Regions from separate parts of the Mus musculus genome. Here regions 1 and 2 are each linked to region 3. Evidence: chromatin contacts called from public Hi-C data. All regions are on one chromosome and are shown on one strand. Each heading gives the region's core, a stretch centred on a gene start, on an enhancer-like site or on the middle of the called end of the contact. The rest is flanking DNA. Distances are from core to core; before and after follow the strand shown. Region 1 overlaps Dgki (diacylglycerol kinase, iota). Region 2 overlaps Dgki (diacylglycerol kinase, iota). Region 3 overlaps Dgki (diacylglycerol kinase, iota).

What was found. A called contact is a pair of places that touch in the nucleus more often than the background predicts.
Region 1: a contact with region 3 is called in a Hi-C map of the N1E-115 cell line, with 6 times the contacts expected there. The contact joins two enhancer-like sites. A contact is called at or near these places in 5 of 484 Hi-C or Micro-C datasets (the N1E-115 cell line, cerebral cortex, nephron progenitors and 1 more) and 1 of 9 other capture datasets (embryonic stem cells).
Region 2: a Hi-C map of the N1E-115 cell line shows a contact between it and region 3, with 4 times the contacts expected there. The contact joins two enhancer-like sites. A contact is called at or near these places in 1 of 484 Hi-C or Micro-C datasets (the N1E-115 cell line) and 2 of 9 other capture datasets (embryonic stem cells and liver).

Annotation. Positions count from the first base shown.
Region 1 is chr6:37,214,619-37,218,579 of GRCm38.p6, forward strand. The region is part of intron 1 of Dgki (diacylglycerol kinase, iota); the gene reads right to left. Among named protein-coding and RNA genes, the nearest start is that of Dgki, 83 kb to the right of the region's middle. Within about 2 kb of position 1,938, at least 102 of the 459 cell types and tissues checked have an H3K27ac peak or open chromatin away from gene starts, as enhancers often do. A contact at or near this core is called in the N1E-115 cell line, where this site is marked.
Region 2 is chr6:37,275,379-37,279,169 of GRCm38.p6, forward strand. All of the region lies in intron 1 of Dgki (diacylglycerol kinase, iota), which reads right to left. Among named protein-coding and RNA genes, the nearest start is that of Dgki, 23 kb to the right of the region's middle. Within about 2 kb of position 1,918, at least 58 of the 459 cell types and tissues checked have an H3K27ac peak or open chromatin away from gene starts, as enhancers often do. A contact at or near this core is called in the N1E-115 cell line, where this site is marked.
Region 3 is chr6:37,052,613-37,056,585 of GRCm38.p6, forward strand. All of the region lies in intron 10 of Dgki (diacylglycerol kinase, iota), which reads right to left. Among named protein-coding and RNA genes, the nearest start is that of Gm52857, 150 kb to the left of the region's middle. Within about 2 kb of position 2,074, at least 19 of the 459 cell types and tissues checked have an H3K27ac peak or open chromatin away from gene starts, as enhancers often do. A contact at or near this core is called in the N1E-115 cell line, where this site is marked.

The DNA of each region.
Region 1 (3,961 bases), core at 688-3,187, 160 kb after region 3:
AAAGACTTTCAGTTAATTTGTAAGGCTGACTATGAGGTAAGTGAACAATTTACACGCCAGCATAGAACTTTCTTTTCGTTTGGTTGGTTGGTTCGTTTGTTGCTGCTGTTGTTACTATTGCTGCTGCTATTTTTAGTTTTTGTTTTCCCAGACAGGATTTCTCTGTGTAGCCTTGGCTGTCCTAGAACTCATTCTGTAGACCATGCTGGCCTCGAACCCATAGATCCCTCTAACTCTGCCTCCGGAGGGCTGGAATAGAGGTGTGTGCCTGTGACTTGGCTCAGAACCTTCATCCATTCCTCACATCCTCTTGAATGATCTTATTCCCCACACAAAAGGGAACGCTTTGTTGCATCCTGCACCCACACCCTCCTTTCTCTTCTTTCCTTTTAGGGTGCTTGGTGAGTGACCTCCCAACAAGTAGTTTATGTCAAACCCTGTAGGTGCCAGACAACAAAGAAAATTAAAGTCGCTATTTCTGGAGAGCTCTCTCACCAACAAAATCTCAGCGCATGGCCTGGCCCCCAGGGTTTTAGGAACTCTGTCTCACTGCTGAACAAAAGTTATACCTCCCACTCATGATGGAGCCAAGACACAGGATGACTTTATCCACCTGAGAGAGGCGGGCTTGAGAAAAGAAGGAAAAGAAAAGGTCCGTTGAGGCTGCTGTCCAAGTTGCCACCTCTCTCATGCCTGAGCCAGCCCTCTTCTACCCTCAGGGGAGATCAGCTACCTTTGTGTTCCCTCTCCCCAGCTATTTATGACAATTTGCAACAAAGAGCTTGGACCTATATCTCTCTTAGAATTTTTCCTCTTTGAACAAGAGAGCCTCTTTTTTCACGCGCTTGAGCTACATACACTTTGGAGACAATCGATTTCGAAAGGTTTGTGAATCCACTTTGCCACCTCTTTCCTCAGTTAAAACTGCAAGGTCTCCGGTACGCTGTTATCTATGATTCCTAAGCTTTCAGCGCCTGTAGGGCTGCAAGGTCCTGAGGGGCCTTGGCCTTCAGCCTCCCCAGGACTCATTCTAGACTCCAGCCCCACCCCCTGCCCAGACAATCTGTAGCTCCGGAATCTGCATGTGTAGGAAGATGTGGAAGGGTCGGGGTGCAGTTGGGAAGCAGGGGAGGGAAGCAGCTGACCTCCAAAGCCACTTTTTCAGAGCTCTTTACATTAGACTGAGAAGTCTGTGTCCCTCTCCAACCGTGCTGGTGCTATTTTGGGACAGACCATGCTGGGCGTGATGAGGAGATACGTAAGCCAAAAGAGCCGTTTGTCTGTGATGCTGCCAGCGTCTCAGTATTCCCACTCAGGTGCTTTGATCTTACTCAGAAAGTAGCAGCAGCATTCACCTCTCTTTTCAAAGCATCCGTGTTCTTACTGACAGATCCCCGAGCAGCTACAGAAGAGGCTAGCAACGTCTCAAGGGCAAACGACTTCTAAGAAGTTCTTGACCAAGTCCAGATGTAGGCTTGGTAAAGAGGCCACATTAACGTGAACATACCATCTCTCTACCCTCTCTCGGGTACACATAAACTTGGAACATCCCCAGAAAAGCATTCTTGACAGGCTCAGGCCTCGTTGCTCAGGAGTAAAAAAAAAAAAAAAAAGACATTCTAGAAAACTAAAAATACAAAAACCACATTCTTTGCGGCACCTCCACACCACAGCACACATGATAAATAGGACTGAACAGAAAAATGTACACGCCAGAGGTAGACTGAGGCAACGCACTCTGAGTGTTCCCAGCATCCCTGCAGCCGCCAGCCCTGTTCCCAGCCCCAGGTTCCTTCCTTTCTCTGAGTTAGCTAGACCCACCTTACCTACTGATCTCCCCTGCCCTCCCTCTTGCCTTTCTCTCCTTTCTAGTCACTGTGGGTGACTATGGTGATGTCTATAACAGCCAAGAGCCTGAGGGAAGAAATGTCGTTTTCCAAAACTCTGGGCTTTTACCCAGCTGACTCATTCCACCTCCCTCCCTCAGTCCCAAACCCCAGTCTTCCGCCAGCAGCTTGTTGTCATGGTTACTCTAATCTTTATCTGCTTTGCTTGTTAAACAAGCTGGCTTTCCTCCAACCCACCTCCTGGCTGCCCCTACCTCTGTGACTTTACCCCCCTTGGCTCCATCTCCTTCTTTTCCAGTAGTGACAAAGAGAAGGTGCACAAATCCCTGTTCCCTTTTCTCACCTCTCTCCACCAGATTCCATCAGAGCAGTTTCTCTTCTGTTTATTCCTAATGGAAAAGTACCACTCAGGAGGGAAACCACACCTGGCTGGAAACTAAGGCTCTACAGAGGCCCTAGAGATAGAAGAGAATAAGGGACACTACTGGTGAAGTTCATTAAAAACTCTCTTGGTTGGCCAAGAAACTGATTGTTAGAGTTCTTTAACCAACGCACTGGGGTCTGTTGAGACCGCTCTGCCCAAGGAACCACCCACATCACACTAGAGCCTTGAATGCTTCTTCAAAGATACAGTCCTTCTCCAGAAGTCACACAGCACACCCCTCCACTCCTCCACTCTTTTCTTGTCCAGGGTGAGTCTCTTTAGGATGCTCCGGATTCAGCTGGTTCTTGCTACCTTGGAGAGCTTAATTCCACCCAAATGTCCTCCTTCTCTTGTTTCTTAAACCAGCTTCTCTATGCTTACTCGCTTTCCCCTCAGAATACAAGTATAGCTTTCCACCTTTAAACGGGGGCGGGGGGTCTCCTTTTGACTCAAGTTCTTGCCCACTGGCCACACCTTCAGCTTTGGAAATCCACCTTCTTGTCATTTTTCCCTTGGTTTGCATTCAACCTAGTGCAGAACATTTCCCTCCAGAATCATGGCAGAGCCACAGTTGTGAAGAGCTTTCCTACTGACTGACCTCAGTGCACCCCACACGGTTGGTTGTTCTCCTTAGCAAGTAGCTGGGATTATGCCCCAAAACACAGAGGTAAGTCTTCAAAGACATTTCACTGACCTTTGAATCTTGGCTTGAGTGTTTGCAAGTGCCCTAACTTTAGGCAAATGATTTAACCTTTGTTGCCTCAGTTTCCTCATATTTCACTGAGGTAGTAACTTATCTACTCTTTATAGTTAATTGAGATTATTAAATGAAGCAATATACATAAACAAAGACATGCCCCCCCACACACACCCCGTAAATGCTCAAAAATCACTAGTGACCAAGAAATGGATAATCAGAGTTCTTTGTTCAGCTTGCTGGGATTTGCTGAGTCTACTTTGCCCAGGGAGCTACCTCAGACTAGGGCCCTGAATCTTCTTCAAAGATAATCCTTCTCCCAAGGTCTTACCATCACCAAGCTGGTCAACAGTATTAGCTGCCCTGTCTCCTTCTCCTTTGATATCGTCTCCCACTGTCCCCTTCTCCTCCCTGTCTTCCCTCTTGGCTTCTGTCATGAATGCCTCATTAGCTCTCTTAGAGTTTTCAATAGACTTCTGTTCCAGGCCTTCTACCCTTCTCTACTGAATGCTCTGCCCCCTTAATAATCTGTTACATACATTTAAATACCACAGTATATGGAAGCCTACAGAATCTCCTAGACTCCAGACCTTCCTATCTTAGAATCTGTTAGCAATCCTCACCCAAAGCTGCCTAAGCATCTTGAACTCGACTTCAAAAATCTATCTCCAGGAACCATACGACCTCTAGGTGCCACCTGAAAACTGGCACTGTGAGTCATTTCTTCCTCACCTCTTATTAACTGTAGTATAGCTAGGTCATGACCATGTCTAACTGACTTGACTTCTTCAGTTTCCCTCAAGACAGTCTAAACTTTCTGCTATTATCTCTTTCTTGACCCATATTATTTATGATTTATATCGTCAAAAGCATTTCTCCTTTTCAAGTCATTCCTTATCAACAGTTCTTCCCAGTTTTTAAGTCTCTACAGCTCTCCCTGGTCTATGATTTCACAAATGAACCTATGGCTCTACTAAATACATCTCTGGGTCC
Region 2 (3,791 bases), core at 668-3,167, 220 kb after region 3:
CACTTTTCCATGCTTGCTGATGGTCACAATATAATTACAATTTAATGGAAAACTTTAAAATAATATATTGACATCAAATGGCCAAAATAACAAAGCCATTACCAAATAAGTGGGTCCTCCACTTCCACCACCCCCAAGCAAGCATGCCTAGCTGCACAGAATTGAAAATCTCCATTTTATAAGTGACAGTTTTGAGTCATAGTCAGATAAAAGTGCTTTAGCCACTGTCAGCCTGTGATCAAAGGATGAAATGAGTCTTGGATATTTAAGCTCCAGCTTAACTCAGAACCAAGTGCTCTTGGTGTAATTTTTAATATTGCTATTGGGTACAGCCCACATTCCAACACCTACCCACAGATGTTACACCAAATCACACTCCCCAATAAAGCTGTGTTCCCAGATCCACAACCCTGTACCCACACAGAGAATCCCAGAATTTCAGATGCCATGGGATCTGAAAAGCGGTACAGCCCAGCCTTGTGGTTTAACAAATTATCAGCTCTTCACACAGCCCACCGCAACACTCTTTTATCAGAAAGATAGTGTCCACATTCTGTGTGGCAAGCATCCATCATCTGTCCTGGTCCATTGCAAGGCCCACAGCCTGCCAGACACTCAGGCTCCTACATGTTAGTATCGTGGACAACTTTGTTCTGGAATGCATGATGCTTTCTCCCACCCCCATGACTATGCTATCACCCTGACTACCCATATGATAAATCTTCAACAATCTGTTGAGCATCACCTCTGCTGCAAAGAACTCTCTTACCCTCTTGGTCTTGAGGACCACTGCACCCTCCTCTGCTGTCTCCTGACGCTTTTCACACAGCTTTAACAGCATTCTCACCATGTGTAAATCTGTGCTGTTTACATATCTGTCTGTATTCTTTTATTCTAAGTTGCCCAGTTGCTTTTGAGCCAGAAGTTTGTTCTGAAGTTTGTCTTAGAGGGTTTGTTGCTTAGTAGTCTGTCATTTTCTCAAAATACTCTCCCACTGACTCATCCTTGTAATGAAAAGTGTGCACAATGTCTATATGGTTCTCACGCTCTGAAACAAGGTCACTGATGGTGTGAGACAGGCAAACATTTGAGACACCAAGACGGCTATCAGTAATACGAAACAGCTGGCAGTGTGTGGGCATAGGCATCAGTTGTGTATCGTAGATCATATCATACATGTACATGCCTGAATGTTTTTAAGTCAGGGCCCGTATTTCAGTTGTTTCTATTATCCTTGAGGATGAGGCTACACATTCTTTAGAAGTTAAAGGAAACAAAGACAATAGAAGAGAAGATAGTAATGCAGAGCTGGAGAAACGGCTCAGTGGTTAAAATTAAATAAGTTATCTTTGAAAAGGAAAGAGAAGGAGAGGAGAGGAGGGGAACGGAGGGGAGGGGAGGGGAGGAGAGATGCTGAAGTAAATTTAGAGACTCTCCCAATGGTCACAGCCTATATCCAGGAAAGTCTCAGGAAGCATGCTTTTCCAGACAAACCAGGAACCACAGAATTAACCACCTGCACAACACTTCACGTCCTACTGCCTCATCTTTCCACCACAGCATAGCTCCTAGCTCCTCCCACTCACTGCTTGGGTAAGGACAACCTCAAGTGAAAATTCCTACAGAAGTCAAAAGAGCAGCTGACAGCTGACAAGGGAACTCAGGTGCTAAACAGTGAGTCTCATGGGAAATGGGCACACTTTCGGGAAGAAACTCCTTTCATATTGGATTTTCAGCCACCAATCCCTACCCTCTTAACCAACTGGTGTGCCTACTGCAGTGAAGGTGTCTCGGGGGAGGGGGCTGGAGGTCCTCCTGGTTGTTTCTGCACTTACTGGGAAAGCCCCATGACTGATCAAGGCCTCTCCCTCTTGCAAAGAAAACCAGCCAGCCAAACCAGCCAGCTGGCAGGAGCTCCGAGGGTGAGGCTGTGTGAGCCCAGAGCAGCCCTTCTAGCCCTGTGTCAGGCCTCCCAGCCAGGAATCAGGCCAGGCCAAGAGGTGAGGAGTCACCAGTTCCAGCCTACAGCCAGCTTTCTCTGAAAATGTCAGAGCCATCCACTGGGGCCTGGTCCCTCCTGAGCTTCTGCCAATTTGCACCTGATTAGCAGCAGCCTGTCCCCAGTGACACTCCCTCAGAAATCCCACACCAGGCACCTCATTGGTGCTGGAGGAACTGGGCGTCTGGGGAGAAAGACATCTGAGCTGTTAGCAGACTGACAAATCTCAGGGCCTCTCAGAAACCCAGAAGCGCAGGCTCTTACACCCTTGGCTCAAGATTAGTGGGTGCTGGCATTCAAAGGGTTAAGAAACCAGCTGATGGGCACAAATAAATGGCAAGCCCCGTGAATGTAACCACACTGAAGCTGAATGCCACTGGAAGTCATGGTGGTACTTCTACTTGGATGCTTTCCTTGCAAAACTGATGCAAAATGACCTACCTCTTTCTCCCTGGTTACAAAAGAAACTCTAACAAAGATGAAAAAGCCTACGAAACTCTTCCAAATCCCTTAGAAGAAAAACACACTAAAAAAAAAAAAAAAAAAAAAAACGCTGCTTTTCTGTTCAAAAATTCTAAGGAAGCTCATGAACGTTAACTTTTCTATCATCTTCACTGTAGAAAATGAGAATAAATCAAAGTCTTGGTTGGCCAAGGAGAAGTGGACAAAGGCCTTTTATTCTCACTACCTCCAGGAACTCTCTTTGGCACCACAATAAGGGAACCAAAGGAGACCGCCAAAAGGACAGAGAAAACAGGAGGTATGGTAGTACAGGAGACAATGAGGAGTTTGGATGCTGCAGAATAAAGTGAATGCAGCCAAGATAGAGACACCTGAGAATTAAGTGTAAGAATGTGTAGGTATTGACTTGATGTGCCAGGGGGGGTTGGTATGGGGGGGAGTCTCCACAGAGGAGAATGGGAGGTGGGGTGGAGGGGCAATTTGCGGTGGGAACTGGGAGGACGTGTGGCTGTGATCAGGATGCAAAGTGAATAAAAGAACTAATTAATGGGGAAAATAAAGACAGGATAGTTATATAATTATGTTTCACCGCATGTTGAACACACAGTTGCGACCATTTTTTATCAAACCAAAACAAATTTCACATTGAGAAGTGTTCTCCGGGTTCTTAGCCCAATTTGTGAATCTTGTATATCCTCAATATCATCACAAATAAATAAGACTGAACTTTAATAAGAAAATATATACATATACAATTAAAATGGTAGGTGGTTGTGGCCCATGCCTTTAAGGCCAGTGCTGCGCTGGGGTGGGAGGGGCAGAGGCAGGCATATCTCTGTGAGTTCTAGGCCAGCCTGATCTGTAGAGTTCTAGGGCAGTCAGAACTACACAGAGAAACCTTACCATGAAAATCAAAACAAACAAGAACGCCTTCAAAATCTACTAGAGGGATGCAAAAAAAGAGAAAATCAACCCTGTTCCCAGAAAGCAGAATAATGAGACATGAATTGAAGATTAGAGGAATAATTTGGCAGATGCAATAGCTATGCAATATAGAATGCACAGAATCAAAAACAATTGATGAAGCTGGGAGGAAAAAAGTCTTCCAGGCCCCAAGAGATAATAGCAAAATTCTCGAGAAATACATTTTCCATCTGAAAGAGTCTAAAACATCCCCAACATCATGAATATTTGAAACCACGATGACATATGAGCTTCTGATGTTCTATATAGAAAATATAAAGAAAATATGTTTTTAAAAAGCAGGAAGAAAGAAAAAAAAGCAAGAGTTTAATAAAAGTCCGAATGATGTCAGACTTTACACTGAAAA
Region 3 (3,973 bases), core at 824-3,323:
TTGTGTTCACTGGAACTCCTAATATCTTAATGTATCCTTCCAACAAGGAATGTCAACAAAGCCTGGCAAGTTGTTCCTTCTGTGCCCCCCAAAGAGTTTGTTCTCGGCTCAGTCTATTGGGCCAGCAGCCCTGGACTTGAGCAGAAATAACCTATGCAACAGTGCTTGGTTTCTTCTAAGCAGGAGTAGACTTAACATCCATTAAACAGTGGTGCAGGGTTGGAGAGGGAATAAAGAACTGGCTATGGAAGGATCAAGATGCTGAGTTTTAATCCCCAGCACACACTTAAAAAGACAGGCACACACCTAGAACCTCAACACCGGGGAGGTAGAGACAGCCACACTCCTGGAGCTTGCTGGCCACCCAGTCCAGACAAATTAGTGAGCTCCAAGTTCAGTCAGGGACTCTGCTATCAAAGAAAGACCAAGGAAAGTGACTGAGGAAGCCATCAAATACGTGTTCTCTCTCTCTCTCTCTCTCTCTCTCTCTCTCTCTCTCTCTCTCTCTCTCTCTCTCATACACACACACACACACACACACACACACACACACACACTTCATTTCCATAATATGGTATGAAAAGAATTTGAACAAAATCATTTCTTTAAAGCAACCCAGGTGAGTGGGGCATGCAAGCTAGACGCTCGTAAAGTTAAACACTCACACATTTAAATAAGACCTACCAAACTGCCTCTAACACTGAGATAAGCTACTTTAGTGCTCTCCCAGAGTCAATGAATGAAATGGGGGTTACTGGTCACACAAATGGGATACACTGGAAAGGAGTCATGAAATCTACTCAGTCATTTACACAACTGTCACCAGCAAGCACGTGACAGTTCTCATATGCTGCATGCCAAACATAAGGCCTGCAGCTTTTATACCCATGTCTGGTTTTCTTGAATGGGAGTTGGGGGGTGGGGACAGTGCTCATGAATTCCTGTTCCATTCCCAGGTATAATAACTTACTGACTATTGAACAATGTAGAGATCATGTGATTGGGTACTCTTGACTGGGTACCCTTGGGAGTCTTGCCAGGGCCCTCATTAATTACTTACTAACCCTGGGCTGTCTCTCCAAACCAATCTGACCCTTAGAAGCCTAAATTTGTAGAAAACAATAAAGTTGTATTTAGCTCCAGACTAAAACGTTTTCAGCACTTCAAAATCTAATGCCTGCACTGAGGCAATGCAAGTATTTCAGAGACAGTTTATGGAATTTGTTTCTCAGTCAGAGTCTTTCATCTGTTCCCTACGTCTCTATTGATATACTTGGCCCTGACTTAAGAGGGTGGCTATCTGGGGGACACTGGTTCACAGAGAGTGGCATAAACTCAGCCAACATAAATCTATCCACCAGCAGCTTCCCACTCATGTCAGTACCCAGAGCTCCGGTCTAAGAATGTAGTTTCCTCCACACATCTGCCTTGGAACTCCATACTGGACAGTGTGAGCAGAGAATCCCTTGACTCTCAGGACTGCATAGACCCATTCTAGTGGTTAACATCTGCGCATCTGTGAATTTATATGAGGTAACATGAGAAAGAGTCTCTGGACTCAGTAAACAGCGGAGGTATGTCATAGGAGTGAGATGCGCCCAGCCTTCCCAACTTCCCACACAGAGGAGGGGATTGTGATGGAGAAAACTTTTCATCCTACCTTCCGTCTCCCTCCCACAGGGAGAGAGAGTACTTCAAAGCTGATATTTTAATGCCTGGACCCAATACCTTTCTCCTCAAATATTTCTGGTGGCAACAGTACAACCGGTGTCTAAACCTTTACTGAATACCAGTGTCATGTGTACACGGATGGGGCAGGATAAATAGAAACAACTAGTGTGAAGTTTAAATGGAAGTGTTGTTTAACAGAAACAGCCCTGGAGTATGTTTAGCCCAATATAATCCTTCAAAATATTGAATTTTTTTTTTCAAGTCTAAATGAGGGAACAAGAGACAGTTTTCCTCCTCACCACTAGATGGCGATATCATCTAGTTGTTTACTTCAGACTAATGCAAGTTTAAAAGTGGTTTTGGAGCCTGCTCTTCAGAGAGGAAATGAGTCAGAGGAGTAAGACGAGTGAAATATTGTTAAACTACAAAAATCAGAATATGCCCACCCATCTTAGGAAGCCCTGGTCGGGCAGCTAGATCTATCTCCTAGCAGAGGCATCATCGAGATCTATCTCCTAGCAGATACAGCATCGAGAACATGTGAGGAATGAGAGGTCCTACCTGGATACTCCTGGCCATCAAGACTTACTGAGATGTCCCCTCTGCCTTAACAGGCTTCCAGGAGACTATCTGCACACTAAAATTAGCCATGTCACCTTGCTGTTGCTGTTCATAAACAAAAAGAATTCGAAAACCAAAATACTTAAATACAGTTTCCATGGCACAAACCCAAGTTTTAAGGCATTTTTAAACGGGCTGGACACCTTTATCCAATCACATTTCCTTTTTTTTTTTCTGCATGTTCCCTTCACAGCAGTGTCATCGAAACACGGAACATGCATCGTAGCATCTGCTCTGATGTTTGTATCTCTCACTGTACAATTGTTAGTTTACTATGCTCCATGCTCTCAAAATTCCCCCAGTACTCTGACACCTACACTCAGAGAGAACACAAGCCCAGAGAACATGACCTCTATCATCCCTGAGAGACCGGTGCACCTCAGGGCCTTAGAACACAGTGAGAGGGTGACTGATTTTGAAAGTGGTTTAAAAAGGCACCGGTGAGCCTTGAAGGATGACCAGAAATTTCCCGTGTCAGAGAAAAGAGGGGACTTTCCTCTCAGATTCCCTCTCCGAGTAGTTACACAGAACCCCTCTTCCGGGTCTAATGTGCTCAGTTTGGAAGACAAGACAAATGTCACCTAATTTACCCACCCTCACCCCAGCCCCACTGACTCCTTTCCTGTCCCTAAGAAAAAAGATTTCCTCCAAATTCACTTAGCTTTGATCTGTGAGTCCTCTGTGAACTGAGAAGCAGTCTTTAGATAACGTCTGAAGCCTTCTGTCATTATTAATTCACAGAGACTGGAACAGGAACAGGGCTGTACAGTGGCTTGCAAGCCTCACAAAGGAAAGGAAAACCGAAAAGCACATACAGAGGAGGGGGTAGCGTGATCAATGAACCCACTTCAGGGCTGGGGTGCAGCTCAGCTGGTGGAGTGCTTGCCAGTACACATGAAACCTTGGGTTGTATTAACTGGGCCTAGTGGCACATGATGTAATCCTCAGAAGGGAGAGGGTCATGTGTTCAAGTTATTCTTGACTATCCGGGGAGCTCAAAGCCAGCTTGGGCTACTCAAAAACCATGAGTTATGTAGGGAGAGCCCTGATACAATTTAGTAGATGGTAACTAGCCTGCAGTGCTCAGACTACCAAACCCAGGAAACTGATTGCAAATACTTTGATCATTTTCTGGATTTTCAACTGCATCACCCTTGTTAGGCTACAAGGAGGCCAGTCCTTGAGTGGGTGTGTCAGGGGAAACTGAACATCAACCCTAAGAAACCCTTCACTAGGTTCTTCTCCAGTATTACAGTAGAACCACACCTTAGACGAGGAAGGACATCACCACTCACAGACAGGAAAGTGAAGGGTGCAGAAAATACATTGTTTGTTAGAATAGCGGTTTTCCCTGTTCTCCATAGTACTGAAATTGGTTTTTAACCTTTTGAGTGATCAGGCGTCTTGAAGAAGGAGGAGACCAGAGGTTTCTTTGAAACCATAGGCTCTCCTGCGACAAGTTACCCTGTAACCAGTTCATCCTGAGAAATGACCATGATTTTAGCAATGGTGACGTCATTTGGAAGACTCAGACAAAACCCTAATGACATGACATCTTTCATCATGTAGGCCATCAAAGAAGCTCAGATCTCTACTTGTTAATAGTGAAACTTCAAAGAGTCTTTTCTCAAAGGGTAAAGTGTACACTTAATGGTCAGAAAAAAGATAAGTTCTGCATCCA